Regions from separate parts of the Sus scrofa genome. Here regions 2 and 3 are each linked to region 1. A link is a contact called in public Hi-C and HiChIP or PLAC-seq data. All regions are on one chromosome and are shown on one strand. Each heading gives the region's core, a stretch centred on a gene start, on an enhancer-like site or on the middle of the called end of the contact. The rest is flanking DNA. Distances are from core to core; before and after follow the strand shown.

Region 1 (2,700 bases), core at 7-2,506:
CTTCCTTTCCTTCCTTCCTTTTCCTTTTTTTCTTTTTTTTTTTTTTTTTTTTTTTTTTTTTTTGCTTTTTAGGGCTATACCTGTGGCATATGGAAGTTCCCAGGCCAGGGTCGACTTGGAGCTTTAGCTGCAGGCCTACACCACAGTCACAGCAATGTGGGATCTGAGCTGTGTCTGTGACCTACACCACAGCTCATGGCAACACCGGATCCTTAACCCACTGAGCAAGGACAGAGATGGAACCTGCATCCTCATGGATACTAGTCAGATTCATTACTGCTGAGCCACGACGGGAACTCCCAAGCGCATCCTCTTTCCTCTCAAACTAACTTGTCCTCCTCCTGCATTCCCCATCTCAGGCGGCACCATCACCCACCTAGTCTCCTAAGCCAGAATCTGCTGTCATCTGGGGTGCCTCCCTTCTGCTGGCCTCAACCAATAGACTCCATCTCCTGAATGCCCACTCCTTATCCTCATTTCTGCCCCTACCCTGGGTCCCATCCAGAGAGTTGCCCAGCACACAAAAGTGCCTGGCAAGAGAGCTGAGATCCATTCCTGTCTGCTCACCTGCCCTAGCCCTAGCTTCCTGACCTGGAGGAAGAATCACAGCACAATCTTCCCTCTGTATCCTTGGGGGATTGACCTCAAGCTACGTGCAGACACCAAAATTCAAGGTTGCTCAAGTCCCTTATACAAAATGGCTGGTATTTCCATATAACCTTGGAATATCCTCCTGTATACTGCCATTTATAGACTACTTATACTACCCAATATAATGTAAATATTATGCAAATAGGGATAAACACACTATAAATACTATGTAAACTGTTACGTGCATACACATCAAGCTTTGATTTTTGAAACTTTCTGGAAAAAAAATTTTTTGATCTTTTTTTAGGGCCACACCTGTGGCATATGGAGGTTTCCAGGTCCAATCAGAGCTGTAGCCACTGGCCTACACACCAGCCATAGCAATGCCAGATCTAAGCCACATCTGTGACCTACACCACAGCCCACAGCATCACCGGATCCTTAACCCAATCAGCGAGGCCAGGGATCAAACCCTCAACCTCATGGTTCCTAGTTGGATGCGTTTCCGCTGCACCACAAAGGGAAATTCTGGAAAATAAATGTAAAAATTTTCCAGCCACCCCTTGCTTGACTCTGTGGATGTAAAACCCCCCACCCCACCCCTACCCTGGCGGCAGCCTGAGGAATTCTCCTAAAACCCCACTGAGTCCTCTTCCCACCCTGCTCAACTCCTTCTGTGGCTCTTTTCTGCTCTCAGAGCGCTCCAGCTTCCTAGAAAGACTTGGCCATCTTTTGTGACTTGGGCTCTCCAACCTCAAATCCTGTCCCAGCATCACAAGCTTTTTAACTGGAACCAGGGAACTGCTTGCAGATCCCCATGGCGCTGTGCTCTCCACATCTCTGTCCACGAGGTTTTTTCTACCCGGACACCCCTCGCCCAGCATCCTGGCTCCCTTGGGAGGATAACCCCCATCAGAACATCACACGTGGCCTCCTGCAAACCCAGGCCTTTCGGTGGTTGAAGGATTCAGCCTGAGCTTCCGGAGAAGTTGACATACACAGTAAAAAGACCTCAGAAAACAAGCCTCTGAGCCTCCGTTGCCTCGTCTGTAACACAGGCCACAAAGGAGCCAAGCCACAGGGCGACCGAAGTCACGAAGCTGGCAGGTGGGGCTTCTTGCCACTCACCCTAGACAGCCGGAAACAGCTGAAGCTCCTACAGCTGAGCTGGTTCCTCAGCCCAGAGCGCAGGGTGGGCGTGGGCGGGGCCCAACTCTCGGGCCCGCCCCCGAGCTCCGCCTTGACGAAAATGGACGTTGACGTCATGACGTAGTGCTCCGCCAGACGCTTTCCCGGGCGTTGCGGTCACGTGGGCCATTTTCGCGCGAAAACTGGTTGTTCCCGGCGGAGCCGAGTGCGGTGCTGCAATGGCGGTGAGCGTGGCGCGGCGCGGCGCAGGGTCTGCCTTTCTCCCGGGCGGGAGTGCGGGGCGCGCCTCTCGCTCCCGGCCTGGTCTGCTCTCCGCTTGCGGTTGCCCCAGGCTAGGCGCGGAGTTAATTCTCCCGCTACTCCCGTGGCGCGGGTCTGCTGGTACTGCGGGCCCGCACTTGGGATCCCGCGCCCCGGCCCAGCCAGCTCTCTCGGGCCCTCCTTATCGTACTGGTTTTTGTCCGCAGTCTTGTCTACTGCCTGGCCCTCCAGCAATCTGAGTTTCAGACCTTTGAGGTGGCCGCACTCGTTATCCGTCTCCCACGGCAGCTTCTGGTGCACTGGGTGCTCAGATGGGTGGGAAGCGTGCTGGGGGAGGAGTCTTTGGTAAACAGGATCAGGTGAAAGATGAGGTGTTTTAGGAAGGGGTCCTTGAGTTGGTCGCCGCGTGGAGAAGCCATTGGCTCAGAGAAAGTTCCAGGCCGAGGGAATGGAAAGTGTTAAGTCTTAAGGCTGGATGGGTTTGTAGTGTTGGAGGACAGGGTCACTATGGAGAAGAAGGCCCTCTTGGTGAGGAGGGCCAGGGTACAGGAAGCTGGTTGGTCCTCACCACCTCCAACCCATCTCCTCTTGCAGGAATCATCTGAGTCCTTCACGGTGGCGTCCAGCCCTGCCCCGCGTCGCCGAGGCAGTGATCCTCTCACCTCCAGCCCTGGGCGAAGCTCTAGGCGCACGGATGCC
Region 2 (2,700 bases), core at 192-2,691, 760 kb after region 1:
GGTTAAAATTATCGCTGTTATGCTTCCCTCTGAGATAGGGGCAAGGAAGCACATACATCCATTTAACGTTTCTCTCTTGGACTACAAACTAAAAAATGACTCTGAGCAAAGCTGGTGATGAGACTGCAGGTTTTATACTCCAACAGAACCCTACCTTTGAACCAACTAGTCCAGAAGAGACAACATGAGACAGTGAAGAACATACAGAGTCTTAAACCAAAGCTCAACTCTTTGTTCGAAGACCTCACATAGTGGGTTATACAGCTTCCCCTCCCAGACTTCAGACTCCTCAGGTGCACTAACAGTATACCTCAAAGGGCTACCATGAGAGTTAAATGAGGATGTACTTAAAATATCTACCATAGTACCTGACATAAAGTCTCAATAAGGCACCAGTACAATAACCCAGCCTGTAAGACTCTCCAGCATGAAGGCCAGATAGTAATCCTGTGGCAACCTCACTAAATCAGCACTAGCTTTTATAAAAGAATGCGATTGAACCTTCAAAACATTCAAATGAAGTTTTAATCTTTCCACAAACCTTTAAGCAAAACTGTGTTTCAAATTTTAGACAAGGCATGAAAGGTACAGGAGTCATTTCAGAAGCATAATCTCTGTAAAGGTAGCTTTGTATCTCCAAACTCAGTCAGACAGAGGCGTGCTTGGAAGAAACACGACACTGTAATGACTATTCTCCCAACCAATAACTGGGTAATGACTTAATGGCTGCTATTTAATGAAAGCAGTAATAAAAAGCAAACCTCTGCATAGGTATATTCTCTCTATTCCCAAAGCCAACAGCTTCCTCAAGAGGCGTGAAACTGATTAGGCAAACTTGGGAGCCATTTACTGCTTCAGCGTGAGAATGACAACCGGTCTAGGGGGAGAGAACCGGACTTCACTTTCTGTACTGTATTACTTGTATGACTCTTTCAACTAAAAGAAATAAACCCTTTAAAGAGTTAAATCGCGACCAAAAGAAATGCGTTACATTAACAACGGTTTCAAACGATTCAGACGTGAAGCAGGGGACATGCTGCTCCATTTCCGATCGCACTGGACAGAGTCCACCCTCGCTCGCCAATCGCGCTCCGGCCCGGCCAGCAGCACCCCAAGCCCCGCCCGCCGGCCTGTGCTGACGTGTCCCCGCCGCCTCGGCCCCAGCTCACCTGCACGCCGAGGTGCGCCAAGCGGGCCTCCAGCTCGGGCTCCAGGGCTAGTAGGAAGGAGGCGGCGCGGGGCGAGGAGCTGCTGCCCGCGTGCGCCAGGACCACCTCGGCCGTCACCTTAGCCAGGTGGCTGCTCAGATCCACCGTGCGCTTCACGTCCTCGTTGACCAGCGGCAGCGCCTCGGGGGAGGCGCGGCCCGGCGCCGGGGCCCAGGCCCAGAGCAACAGCAGCAGCGGTAGCAGGCAGACTGCGGGCGCCTCCATGGCCGGGATGGAGCTGAGCCTCAGGCCGCCCGCCAGCCCGCCCCTGCGCCCCGCCTCCGCCACGACGCAGTTGACCATTGGGTCCGCCAGCATCCCAAGATGGCGGCGCCCAGGGCTGAGGACCCCCTTCTCCAGGGCAACAGGCGACCCGCCGGGCGCCTGCCTGCGCGCGCACTCCCGATCTATTCTCGCGGGAAGGAGCCCTGGCACTCCGCCTCTCCCGCCACCCTCCGACTCCCCACCGAGACGGTGGCTTTTCTGCTTCCTGATGGGGTAGAATATAGCCCTAACGGAGAACGTAAAAGCTTTAGCAAAAATTTAAGCAGAAACAGGACATCTGCACAGTCTCAAAGTATCTCCCCTACAATACTTAGTAATTACAAAGGGGTAAATAGTAAATTGATATTCCAGAATCCTGGCAGACACCACCTTGACCAAGGTTAACATCACCGACCGAAGGACGTAGTGACGTCACGTACCACACCCAGAAGGGCACCTCACTCCTGCGATACTGCCCACAGAACTGAAAATGCACCTCAGGGAGACCACAAGAAACATAGGACAAACCAAAAGCACCTTGTCTTTATCCCAGTGACGCCCGTTTCCGACTTCTATCCTAGGAAACTATAGATTTAAGTTGGTGTTATTTTAAGCCACTGAGTTTGCAGTAATTTGTTACAGCATCAATAAGGAACTTATACAGAAGTTTTGCTCTGCTGGGCAGGGACGTTGTCTAGACTGTTCGTCCCAGGACCTCAGCATGTGGGGCATAGTGACCAGTTAGCACTGATTGGATGAATAAATGAATTTTTTATTATAAATGCTATTTACCCCTACTGTATAGATGAGTAAACACACAACAAAGTCAGTAAATGTCAGGTTGTTTGGAAACCTAGACTGACCCTGAACTGGAGCTCTTTGGACTACTCCAGGCTGTTGAATAAAACCCCAGATTTTCACAGACAAAAAGAAGCATTAGCTATCCCAATACGATCCTTATTTTCTGAAAGTGAAATACAAGTCCAGGGAGGGTAATTTATCCAAAGATACACAGCTATTTAAGAGCAAAGCTGGGGCTAGAAACCTGATTTCCTAACTCCCCATCACCCATGCCAGGATGGATAGTGTCAAACATCTAACAGTCACTATTAAAATGCTGTACAAGGAAGTTGTTTTGGCAATAGCCAGGTGCAAATCTAGGGCCATCCACCAAACCTGAAATGAATGAACCATTTTGATTTTTTTCCACTAAGTGACAATTGTACAG
Region 3 (2,700 bases), core at 68-2,567, 920 kb before region 1:
TCACTTCAGGAAACTCTGGCCACATCTGGGGGAGATATTTAATCCCCTCGGCCCGCAAGCAAATGATAATCTCAAGGCAAAAGCGGTTAACACCCTACAACATGGAGACAATTTAAGGGAAGGCACTCTTCCTAAGATTAGTAAGTGAAATTCGCCTTTAACAGCCACTTCACAGAGCGACTAAGTCTTACTTCACCCGCTCCAAAGGCCGCATTCAGAGCAAAATCACAGCAGCGGAGCAAAGGCCACTGTGAAAAAGCTACCTTCTAAGAGGGAAAAGCCTCAGTGGAAAAAGTTCATTTTGGAAAAGGGAGGGACTGGAGAAGAAACGACGCGGATGCTCATTTCCCAGGAAAACGAAACAAAGTAAGCAAAGTCAAAGCCAGCGCAGGACGTGGGAGGAAGGAGGGTCGCTGACCCAAAGAAACAAGAGTTGCCGGCATCCAGCAGGAAGAGGGCTCCAACTAGGAGGCTGGACGGGAATCCCGAGGGCGGAGCCCAAGGGGAATAAGGGCTGTGTGGGGTTAAGGATGTGCACAGGGGAGTGGGAACCAGGGTGGGTAGAAAACCAAAAAGCAAGGCAAAAAGAGGGGTGGGGCTCAACAAGGCAGGGCCCTGGGGGAATGTCAGAGCCGGTAGGGGCGGGGGAGGGGGTCCGACGAGAGGAACCAGACGAGCAGCCTTGGGGGGAAGGTAATCTGCTCTCCTTAACTGCTGGAGGCTGCGGCAGCCCAGACACCACCCTCTTCTTCCTGCCCTTCGTCCCCCAAGTCCCCGCGGCGTGGTGAGGGGTTAAAGCATAGCTCCCGATTCTGGTGCCCAGAGTGATTTACCTTCGCAGGAGGCTGGAGAGGCTCCAGCCCAAGCTCCTCCCGCCGTCGGCTCAGCGTCCAAAGTGGGATGAGGTGCCCTCCGACCTTCTCCCTCTCACCACTTCCCCTTTCCCCCGCCGGGGCCCTGTAGCTCCGCTACCGCGGGTTTCTGGTGCCGCGGCGGCGCCGCTTCCCCGCCCCCTCCGCCTCCTCCCTCTGCCTCTCAGAGGTTCGCTCTGGAGGCCGCCATCTTCGCTCAGGCTTTGAGCAACCGCTCTCCAGTACGCCTGCGTCGCCCCCGCCCAGGCTGTCACGAGACTTGGTCAGCTGCTTTCAATTCTTCCGCTTTCTGCTCCGCCCTCCTGCATGTATTTCCCCGTCCTCCCGGTCCTATTTGTCCGCTTTCCCTGAAATTCCGCGTTCAGACAGCTTGTCCGCCCGCCCGCCTCACGCAACGAAGTTAGACTCAGGCAGTGACGAAATTGGCTGTGGGATCCGGGGTCCACGCAGCGCTTGAAGGGAACCCGCCCCCAGACGCGTGCTGAGGAGGCCACGCCCCTCAGCGTGAGGCTCTGAGTCCCGCCCAGTGGTCGTTTTCAGGCTGGGGTTTTGCGCTCTTAATCAGCGCAAAGTCTTGTTATAAAGCATTTACCCAGTCGGGTCTTTGACCTTCCTGGGACAGTCTATACATGGTTTGGCTGGATTGCGAGCCACTTACTATTGAGACTCCCAGAAGATAACTGAAAAGAGTTTAAATTTCGGGTTGGTGTGGGAGGTTACAGAGAGGGGAATAGTGACTTTTGCTAGTGGGAGTGCCAGAAAAATAATACTGATAGCTCCCATTTATTGTTCGCTGAGCACGTGTCAAGGGGTTATTTAGTTAATCCTCAACTCTGTCAAGTAGGAATTAGCCTTGTTTTGCAGGTAAACTGAGGCCCCCTCCACAGTAGTGGGCCTAAGCCATCTGACCACAGCCGGTACAATCTTCCTTAAGGTGGAGGCTTAGGATGGGAACAAAGTTAGAGAAAAGAGGCAATAGAATATGTTACCTGTGGGTAAGGGTTTATTTAAGGAAGTCTTCACTCCCAGATCTCTAAAGATCACAATTCAAAAATAAGTGATTCTGTTGCAAACTTCAAAAGCCAAGTGGTGTGGGTGGCTTGTAAGGATTGATTATTTTATGAGGGCTAAAGGCCTCTAATAAGAGATTTAATATTCTGCACAGCAATCTTGAAGTTTTCTTTGGAGTTCCTTTCAGTCGTTTTTTAGAGATGGCACTTGCTGGATGAAAAATGTAGACAGTGCCTCTTATAGATTTTGCTTTCTGACTCAACTGTTGACCCTTCTGCCTACCTTGGGGTAGAAAAGGACTGAATTTATCCTTCCATTAGGCTTTCCTGTACTGCAGCAGTGAGATAAGCTAGTAGTACCACAAATAGTTGGGTGTGGGAAGACTGTTACTGAACCAAAGTTGGATCCACTTACGCTGTGCAGTAGAGCCAAAATACTGACACCAGGTTGTGGTTTAAAAAAAAAAAAAAAAAAAGTGCAGCATTTATTGCACGCATGGAACAAGCAGTGCAGGCAACTTATGCTCAAAAGACCCAAGATCCCCTATGGCTTTCAGGGAAAGGTTTTTAAAGACAGGGTGAGGGAGAGGTTTGCTGCTCAGGGACATTCTTCTGATTGATTGGTGGTGAGGTAACCAGGAATGGACATCATCAACCTTCTGGTTCCAATTGATTTGGGTCTGTTTGCCTGTGGGCAGTCTATAATTAACTTCTTCCACCTGGTGGGGGTTTCAGTATCCACAAAACAGCTCAAAGGATATGGCTCAGAAGATCATCCATAGCCCTTGAGGAGGAACTAAAGGTCCTTGACTTTGTTT

What was found. A called contact is a pair of places that touch in the nucleus more often than the background predicts. HiChIP or PLAC-seq counts read pairs in DNA pulled down with a chosen protein or histone mark.
Region 2: a contact with region 1 is called in a Hi-C map of heart right ventricle, with 4 times the contacts expected there. The contact joins the promoter of RPN1 here to the promoter of MCM2 in region 1. A contact is called at or near these places in 1 of 47 Hi-C or Micro-C datasets (heart right ventricle) and 1 of 2 datasets of contacts at active chromatin or transcription factors (alveolar macrophages).
Region 3: an H3K27ac HiChIP or PLAC-seq map of alveolar macrophages shows a contact between it and region 1. The contact joins the promoter of DNAJC13 here to the promoter of MCM2 in region 1. A contact is called at or near these places in 1 of 5 promoter capture datasets (liver) and 1 of 2 datasets of contacts at active chromatin or transcription factors (alveolar macrophages).

The regions. Positions count from the first base shown.
Region 1 is chr13:72,649,826-72,652,525 of Sscrofa11.1, reverse strand. MCM2 (DNA replication licensing factor MCM2) reads left to right here and starts at 1,256. Exons shown (of 16, transcript XM_003483239.4): 1 at 1,256-1,964; 2 at 2,596-2,700. The coding sequence starts at 1,959.
Region 2 is chr13:71,891,341-71,894,040 of Sscrofa11.1, reverse strand. It overlaps RPN1 (ribophorin I), which reads right to left and starts at 1,441. Exons shown (of 10, transcript NM_214333.1): 1 at 1,170-1,441. The coding sequence starts at 1,433.
Region 3 is chr13:73,572,504-73,575,203 of Sscrofa11.1, reverse strand. It overlaps DNAJC13 (dnaJ homolog subfamily C member 13), which reads right to left and starts at 1,317. Exons shown (of 57, transcript XM_021069457.1): 1 at 834-1,317.